Regions from separate parts of the Sus scrofa genome. Here region 1 is linked to region 2. The links are chromatin contacts, called in public HiChIP or PLAC-seq maps. All regions are on one chromosome and are shown on one strand. The core of a region is the stretch at or near the end of the contact, and the rest is flanking DNA. Distances in the headings are between cores, read along the strand shown. Region 1 holds the start of STK4 (serine/threonine-protein kinase 4). Region 2 holds the start of OSER1 (oxidative stress-responsive serine-rich protein 1).

Region 1 (4,949 bases), core at 319-2,818, 700 kb after region 2:
TGGAGGATCCCAGGCTAGGGGTCAAATCGGAGCTGTAGCCGCTGGCCTACACCACAGCCACAGCAACACCAGATCTGAGCTGGGTCTGCAACCTACACCACAGCTCACGGTCACGACGGATCCTTAACCCATTGAGCAAGGCCAGGGATCGAACCAACAACCTCATGGTTCCTAGTCGGATTCGTTAACCACTGAGCCATGACGGGAACTCCTTATTATTTTTTTAAATTTATGTTTAGCTTTTTTTTTCCCCTCCTTTTTAGGGCTGCACCTGCAGCATATGGAAGTTCCTGGGCTAGGTGCTGAATCGGAGCTGCAGCTGCTGGCCTATGCCACAGCCACAGCAGCGCCAGATCCAAGCCAAGCTTGCACCAATGCTGGATCCTTAATCCACTGTGTGAGGCCAGGGATAGAACCTGCATCTGCATGGATACTAGTCAGGTTCTTAGCAGCTGAGCCACAATGGGAACTGCTGTTACTCCATTTTTAGCATATGGAGTCCATACCTGGGTCGCCCTGAGAGGTTGCTCAGGTGTTGTTCTGAAGATGCTTTGAGAAAAACAGGACAATTAAAAATGGTGAGAGGTTGCTTTGGGTAAATTTTCTCCGGTAACGTTATGAGTGAATTGGGCGGAATCTTCCTTTTTCTTAATATTCACTGATGGTGGTGGCAACCGAGGATTTATGAATTTCTATAACTGGAACTGGAGCTCTGAGGGGACAGGAAGCTCTGAATCTCATGCCCAACCAAGGGTCCACAGTGACTGTCTAGTTTGATGGTGCAGGCTCTGGAATCAGGTCTATCTGGATATAACTCCCCAAACCTATACTTTTAGCTATTTGAGCTTCACCTCTCTGGCCTCACGAGAACAACAAAAGTATGCACCTTACAGCCTTAAGAGTATTAAATGAATTAGCATTAGTAGGGCATGAAAACGTGGTAATGGTAAGAGTGTCAAAAAATTAGCAGAGAAGATTGGGGTTAACGTTACAGGCTTGATATGAGGATTAAATGAAACAACACTTGAAAGCCAGTACATGGTAAGAGTTTAAAAAATAATAGCTATTTTTTATGTACACAGGTGAGGCTGTCAAGAGGGTGGAGCAATTTTCAGGCTGATGCTCTGTTACATCCACGAAGCGGTTTCGCACGTTCGAGCTTCCACCTGGAACAGGAATTCAATTAGTTCAGACCTGTAGAGTACCATAAATACCTCTGGGAGTCCCTGGAGCAGTGCTTCCCAGGAATCGCGCAGAACTTGGCTGGTTAAGAATCGACAGTTGTTATCAAGTATGTTGCTTCGCAAGAAACCTCAGTATCTCCGTCTGAGATATGAGAGGCGCGGCCCGAGGCAGCGATGGGTTCCAGGTCTGGGGGACCAAGTGTCTCGGGCTAACACCACCGCAAGAAACAACGCCGCCGAGACTCCAGTCTGCCTGACGACGTGCCCCAAGGCTGTCTCCGAGCCTCCTCGTTCCGCCCCAGCGTGCCACGTGACTCGAGTCCGCACCACGTGATCCAGGCCCGGCCCTCGCGGCCCCGCCCCTCCCCTGAGCAGCTCGCCGCTTCCGGTAGGGGCGGAAAGCGGAAGTGTGGGAGGGTCTGCGGGGCGGGCTCGGAGAAGTCCCGGGGGAGGATGGAGCACTGAGCGGGTCTGGGCGGCTGCCGGCAGCGCCATGGAGACGGTGCAGCTGAGGAACCCGCCGCGCCGGTGAGAGGCCGCTCGCTGGTCAAGAGGAAGGGGGGCGGGGAGGGAAAGGCGGGAACCGGCCGGAGGGGTGATGGGTGTGTGAGCCCGTGGAGCAGATGGACCTGCGGGGCCAGGCGACCGGGCTGATGGGGCACCTGCTGAATGGGCGACCCCTGGCCGGCGGGGGTCTGGACGAGGGGGGATAAACATGGGGCTGGTTAGAGATCACTTGTTTTTGGAGGGACAGCCTGGCAGGAGGGGAGCGACAGCCGGGGGGAGCAACTGCTGAGGAACGTGGGGACAAGTTAGGGAAAGCACCTGCTGAAGGCGGGGGTTGCCGCTGGGTGAGGGCTACTATACCAGAAGGGACTCATTGAGGTAGAGAGGATGCTGAAGCTGGGTGAGAACCAACGAGGGGGGATCTGTCTAAGGGATGGATCAGGAACAAGGAGAGAGAAGGGTTGGGTAGACTTTCTAAGGGACCGAGTCCCGCCCAACGGGTGCAGTGGGGAGGATCTGCTGAGGAGAAAAGCTGTGCGCCTGAGACTGAAGATGTGCCAAGAAAGGTTGAGAATGGGTGCCAAGCAAGGGTGGCTTCATGGAGGACAGCATTAGGAAGATGTTTTTGGTAGTGTCTCCACTCTAAGATAATGACACCTTTCCTTCCTGATGTCCAAGGTCTTCCTAATTTTCTTTACATCTGACACTGGGAGGTAGATAGGGAAGTAAGAGACAATTTTCTTTTTCTTTTTTTCCCTCAAGTATAGTTGGTTTACAACGTTGTGAGACTATTTTCAAGATGGGCAAACTGAGGCCCAGAAGAGTTGAGACACAGTCCTGTATGTTTCCTTCTTTGCTCTTGATCTGGGTCACTGGACCCGGCCAGACTTGCCTTTTTCAGATCTCTCTTGTTTTGCGTCGGTTCCAAAGGCTGCTGCTGCCTGGAGTTGTTTTACAACAAAATGGGGGGGGAGGGGGTAGCCTATCCTAGAAAGTCTCACCTCCTGAGGGGTTGCATTTGTGTCAATGATTTATTCAGTGGATGCCAGAGTCTTAAAGCACTCTGCCACATCTGGAGAAGAATCGAGAGTAGAGATTGAGGTGCCGTGCAGTTTGCCTCTGTTTCGCAGAGACCTCTGACTTCCTGCAGTAGAATGAGCTCTAAAGTAGGAAGTGTTCAGTGTGTGGGAGTATGGGGCAAAGGAGAGGTGAAAGGAAGGGATTGACAGCCGGGGCTGCGCCCATGGGTTTGTTTGAAGTGTACAAACAGTGCAGAAGGCAAATAGCTGGTTGGGATGGATTCATAATTCATCATATAGCGTGCTGAGTCTGACATTGAACTCACAGCACTTACTGGGTGCTAGACACTGTTCTTAGTGCTCTCCATGTCTCCTGTTGAACCGTATGAATTTGCTGATATTTGGCCATTTTGATGTGTAAAAATAGTGGTTTCATATGGTTCAACCTGTTATTGGCTCATTTGACCCTCACAACAATCCTATCACCTGTATCTCTGTATTTTACAGGTGATGCAACTGAGCCCAGAGAGGCTAGTGATTGGACAGGAGTTTCTCAGTTACTAAGTGACAGATCTGGGATTTTAATCCGAGCAGTCTGGTCTAAAGTCCATGCTGTTAGCTGCCTCACTCTGATGCCTCTCTGGAAGTACCCCTGTTTCACAAAGCCTTGTATACGTTAGCAGATATTTGCTCTAGTGCCATAGATCCAGTGATAAATGGACATGGTTATATTTCTTCCTGAATGTTCATTCTTTCTCCAAGGCCCTGGTTTAATTGAGAAGAGAATCGGGAATCTGAGTTTAGTTTTTACTTTGGTCTTATGTTGTGTAATCTTGGGCAAAAGAGTAAACCGTTTTGGTTTTCGACAGGCTCATTCCTAGACCTTTTAAATATTTCATTAAGTGTGCAAGAGAAAAGTATTGCAGGGCTGAATGACTGGTGCTTTCTGCTCATCATAACTAGTGAACTGCCTAATTTGCAGCCAATTAACTTTATTAGCATCTTATTAGTTTCTTAGGACTGCCTTGTCAGTTTCACAGACTGGGTGACTTAAATAACTGGGAAATTTATTTTCTCACAGATCTGGAGACTAGATCAAGGGGTCAGCAGGGTTGTTTCTTTTGAGGCCTCTCTCCTTGGCTTGCAGATGGCTTTCTCCTTCCTCTGTCTTCACATAATCTTCCCTCTGTACCTGGCTGTGGCCTCATCTCCTGTTCTAAGGACACCCATCATGTTGGATTAGCGCCTATGCATATGACCTCATCTTTACCTTAATTACCTCTTTAAGGGCCCTATCTCTAAATCAGGTTCTAAGGTATTGGGGGTTAGGACTAACATGAATTTGAGGGGATCAGTGGGGGGGGGCACATCGATTTTATTATCATTTAAAAACTTCCTTTATATTATAAAATGTTTGTCATAACCCATAAAAATTATATGCGGAAAGAAGGGTAAGCATACATAAGTAAAATGGCCCTTATAAGAGTTCTAGGATGGGAGAAAGAGGTTAGCCAAACCTGTAACTACTTCTTATTGGTGTTTGAAAAGATGTGGGTCTCTTTTCGGAGATTCAGATGGCATGTGTTTGCAACAAGGGAAAGCAATCCCAATGCAGGAAGTGCTCTTTGTGTTCAGGAGTTTGACACTTGTGTGTGACTAAGTGAATGATAATAGGCAAAAGTTGATGGTTTACAGGGGAGTTTATGATTTTTAAAAGTGAGTCGCCATTAGATAACAATAGCGTGGTGGAAGGTGTAGCGTGCGCGTTTCCGGGATGCTGGCTGGCCACGTGGCCATCTGCTTTAGCGGGGAGCCTCCACCTGTGTCTGGTCCACAGAGGCTGTGTGGGCCAGGCCTGTTCAGTTATGAGCAAGCAGTGAAACTACCAGGACCTGGGGAAGTCCAGCTGAGAGGGCTGAATCATCAGAGTTGGGCCATTTGGTTATAGCGCTTTTCCCAGAAAGACTCATGTATAAATGATCATGGAGACCCCTGTCAAAAGATTTTCCATGGAAATCTTATTTGTTGATAACACAGTAATACTTTTTAGGGTGAAATTGTTTTTTTTTTTTTGAAACCTCAGAAAGATTGCTGAGAAGGGTTTATGATTCTCATCATTGCTTTCCTTAGTCCCTTTAACAAATGTTTTTGCTGACCACTCTTAGTTCAGGTGCCAGAGATAAAAAGATCCCTTAAGGAGTTCCCGTCGTGGCGCAGTGGTTAACGAATCCGACTAGGA
Region 2 (4,552 bases), core at 1,918-4,417:
AGCAATCCTGACCCAGATATCAATATTTATACTCACATTAATATTCACACCCAGATATCAATATATTAATTACCATTGTTAAAGTAGGATTATAAACATGTTTCAATGAATGCCCCACACTCTACCTATAAGGTTGGTACCTCTGTTTACTTTATAGCTTTGAATAATTTATTTCAAAAGCAAGTATCGATGAACTGTACTTGCAACTCAAAAACAAACCTAAAATTAGCTAAAAGGGGTAGGAAATTTTAAAAAATTCAAAATTATTGTTCTATAGATGCTCCTTTAAATACTCTTTACTTAATCAACTAGATTGAGTAACCAAAGTTCTCCATTTTTTCCACCCTGATTTTTATCCTTAAACAAAAGAAAGAGGAAGGGAGACCAAGCACAGCAACGAGAGACACAATAGAGATGTTAACAAATTCTTTGACTCTGTCTCTCGATTTTTTTACTCAAGGTAAAAAATTTGTTAATATCAAATCCTGAATAAAAAAATAAATCATTATCTATAACACATCACAGGGAATCAGAAAGATAAAAAGTAAAACAAAATGTATAAGATGAGGAATTTTTGAAGCAAAGAATTCACCTCACATTCTCTATTTCTAACCTGCTACCCCCTGAACCACCCCCCACCCACCCGAACCTCCCCGCCCAGGCACTCTCAGTGAGCAGTGCCTCTCTATGGCTCCCTGGATTCTCTCTGATTCCATATGTGCTCATTTTTCAAGGGTGGATTTGATCTTATTGTGATACCTCTAATATTCCAAAGGTCAGGGTGTCATAATATGTTTGATATAATGTAAACATGTAGTATCAGGGGCAGAATTAAGAAGCAAGGAATCAAGACTATTTGGTTATTTATTATACATAGAAGGTGGAGAGCACTAAAAACAGTCTCAAAAGAATCCAGCTAGCTTTCACCTCAACTTCTTAAGACAAAAATTTGAAATACACTCCCCGCATATATTTTGCTAGTTTATTTAATCAGTACATCAATTTGAGGAAACATTATCAATTCCATATTTTACTGGTTCCTAATCCTTCTGGATTTAGAGGAGGATTCTCTCCCAGTTACACAATGTCCCATATGCCTGGGGAGAGGGGTGAGCAAAAATCACATATTCTATTACTTTTGAAGCGCCACAGCATCTAAAAGGGTGACATCTGTAGGCTGTAAACAAATTCTTCCTGCTGGCAGAACTAAAATAAAGTTTTTATTTTATTTATTAATTTTCCTCAATTACTTTTGGACCAGTTAGTCAAAAGCTCAGGCTCTTGGCCCTTATAGAGTGAAATCATCTGAGCCAGTCTACCCATCTCTGCAGACCCCACACAAACTTTCTTCTGGCTTCTCTGGAGATCAGTACACATCACATCTACTAGTATTGACAGAATTCCTACTATATGCTTTAGCACTAGACTGGGTGCTTAGGGATACAAGGATAAACCTGACATCAGAACTAGAATCTCATTCTTGCCCTAACACTGCACTAAGATGTTTTGCGCCCCGATATGGAACTTTTAATTATATAGTCCTAACTCTAGATGTTAATACAAACCTAGCTGACACACTAAAACTTTCTTGACACATTAAAAGATCCATCATTTAACAACCAAAACAGACCAAAATAAAACTGGCACAGACTAAAACATTAGGAATGACATTCCATCTAAACTATTTTGAGACTTTCAACATTCTGATGACTCACCTTTTCCCTCAATTATATTAACCCAGAGCAAAGGTGAATCTTAGGCATGACCTGAAGAGCTAAATCATAACATGTTTGTAATTACAAAAAGGCTTATTATGCTCCGCCCTATTCCCGGCCTCCCATTCACTCAAATCAAGAGCTAAATAACTCAGTGAAACATGTATCGTTTTCCCCTTCTTCACTGATAAATTCATAAATTTGTGGGATGGATTTCTGCCGTTTTTTACTACACTAACTTCTTGAAATTGAACGATCCCCCTCAAAGATCAAACTTTTTAAAAGGCCTATTAGAAATTACCTTAAGTCAAATAACATAGGGCCTCGGATTTTCCTTAGCCTTTCAAAAAAAACCAAAATTATTCTAAGTTCCTTCATCAAAAGGGCAAATTCCTGATTTTCTCTGATTGTCAACAAAAGCTATGGGTCACAATCTTATTTACATCTTGCAGTTTTAACCGAGACCTCTTCGAACGTCAGGCCTAGGTCCAAATTTCCAGGACCCTGAAAAGACCGGAGAACGATCAATAAAAGATCTGCGCGTAAGCGTGTCATCACAATGTTAAAATATTTAGAAAATTTCCCAACCCACCAGGAAGCGTGGAGTTCGGGAAAGAAAACCGAATCCAGCAACTCTGCAAGGCGCAAATAAAACTAGGTTCAAACAATCGACCCGGGTGTCTCTTCTACCCACTCAACTCCCTAAACTCTCGGTACTAGAGCCCGATGTTAATTCTTCTTACCCAGAAAGTGGATCGGTCGTGGTTCAACAGGATTTGGGGAGAGGGAGGCTCAGAACCTGAGGGGTTCGGATAGCGGGGAGCTGTCCAGGGCCTTAGCTCTGCCCGCCCGAGGTCCTGCAGCTGGAAGTCGCCCCCTGAGGATACTCTCCGGGCCAAAAGGAGAGGATACAGTAGGGCCAAGGGGCAAGGGATGCAGGAGGAGGAGGGAGCAAAGCCGAAGCGGCAGCCAACGAGACTGGGGCGCGGAAAAGGGCGGGAAGGGGCAAAGGGCTGCCGAGGAGGACGAAAAGGGGAAGCTACGGCCAGGCGGGAGAGGGCGGAGGCGCGGGGCGGGGGTCGCGGAGGCGGGAAGGGGCGAAGAGAGCGGGGCTCGGGTAGTGCCAGGCCGCGGCGGCGGACGGAGCGCGGAGAGGCGCAGGCCCGGCTGGGCCCAGACAGCCAGAGCCGTGGGACGACGCGACGCGACGCGAGAGGGCTCAGAAGCGGCTGCCCGCTGCCAGGCCGGGCCTCGAGGCCGAGACGCGGTGCTACGGAGCTTCTCCGTCAAGTCTGGGCACTCACCTCCTCGCGGCAGGGTCGCTCCGGTGAGCCAGTCTCGTCAGTTCAGATCGTCTCTCCCCGATCGTCGCGCCTGACTGACCCGGATCTAAACCCGCGGAGGGGGCGGCCCGCTCCTCCGGAGTCGCTCTGCGCCTGCGTCACTCGGGCACGCCCCCCGCCCCCTGTTCGCGCTCCTCCTACCCCCCGTGACTCGGCAGCGCGGCAGGCAGCGACTGCGCAGGCGCGGAGCTGTAGCCGCGCCTCTCAAACGCCTTGCACCCGCCCCTCTCAAAACACGTGCGCCTGACGCCACTTCCTGTTATTCTCTTCGCTCGCTCCTCCCTTCTCAAAGAGTTTGCTGGGGATGGCTTTCTGGGGCATGCCTGCTTCCTTCTCTTGGTCAGGTGAGTGACTGGGTGAGTGAGGGTTGTTTCTCGCTGTCACGGAGCCACCTCGATTTTCCGCGGTCTCCCTGTGCTTGGAGCGCTACCTGGAGTCAACAAGGCTACGGAATTCCGCGAGGTGAGGCCCAGGTGGGTGGATCTTTACGCAACGGAGCCACCTCTGAACGCTCCGCGCGAGTCTCCTGGATGCGCGAATCTGGACTGCCGGCGGTATCGCTGGGGCTCGAACACCAGCCTTCGCCTCCTGGGGATCCCCCAGGGCTGCAGAAAAGCAAGGGGGAATCCGACACAGCTAGTACCGTGAACATTAGGCCGAAATTGGAACTGAAATGCGTTTACAAAATACCTTTGTTGTTTCCCTCTCTGGCTTTCTCCATTCTGTTAAATGAGGACGTTGGACTGCTTCAGCACATCTCGTTGTTTTCAGGCATGGACTCCGTTGAGAATCTGGTGAGAATCGTAGGCCGCCTCGACAGAGACGTGCACAGGCATACCAAATTTTGCAAAAAGGTTTGGGCAGTTCACCTAAGCAGGTAATTTTTAGGGATCTTTTCCTTTTGTAGGACTCCGACGGTTGCTTGGATGGCAGACAGAGAAGGGATGGGCTGAGCAACGGCTGCTACTCCCTCCAACACCAGCTCACTCACCATGCCCCAGTTCCACGTCCGCACTTCTCAGAGCTTTGTGGGAAAAGATGCTCTTCCTCAGTAAAATGGGCTCGAGTTGGTTCTGGCCAACCTTTGTGTGAGGTTGTCACTTGAACCAAAACTGGACCCTCCCACTCCCCAGTACCTTAGCTATAATCACCTAATTGGATAGGCTGCTGAAAATAGCTTGGTATGTTCAACTTAACTATAGCCAGACTTTGGAATGCCTGGCCCATGTCTGAGGATGGAATCTACAGGTTATTTTATAAGATTGTTAAAGCATGTCTTGGGCCCTGGGTACCTTTTTAAATCCTTGTTCATACCAGAGGCTCAGTAACTGACAAGGGATGAAAGAAACCTGTTAATTGTTAAGTCCCAACATCAAACCAAATTCTAATGATGGCTCCCCGCTTCTTTGCAGCAACCATGCACGTGTTTGCACGTTTAATATTCCTGTAATTTTACACAACAGATGAGGATGACTGGGATTCAGATATTAGCTT

What was found. HiChIP or PLAC-seq counts read pairs in DNA pulled down with a chosen protein or histone mark.
Region 1: an H3K27ac HiChIP or PLAC-seq map of alveolar macrophages shows a contact between it and region 2. The contact joins the promoter of STK4 here to the promoter of OSER1 in region 2. A contact is called at or near these places in 2 of 47 Hi-C or Micro-C datasets (heart right ventricle and liver) and 1 of 2 datasets of contacts at active chromatin or transcription factors (alveolar macrophages).

What each region holds. Positions count from the first base shown.
Region 1 is chr17:47,386,026-47,390,974 of Sscrofa11.1, forward strand. It overlaps STK4 (serine/threonine-protein kinase 4), which reads left to right and starts at 1,569. Exons shown (of 11, transcript XM_021077860.1): 1 at 1,569-1,712.
Region 2 is chr17:46,682,977-46,687,528 of Sscrofa11.1, forward strand. It overlaps OSER1 (oxidative stress-responsive serine-rich protein 1), which reads right to left and starts at 3,168. Exons shown (of 4, transcript XM_021078054.1): 1 at 3,020-3,168. It also overlaps LOC106506689.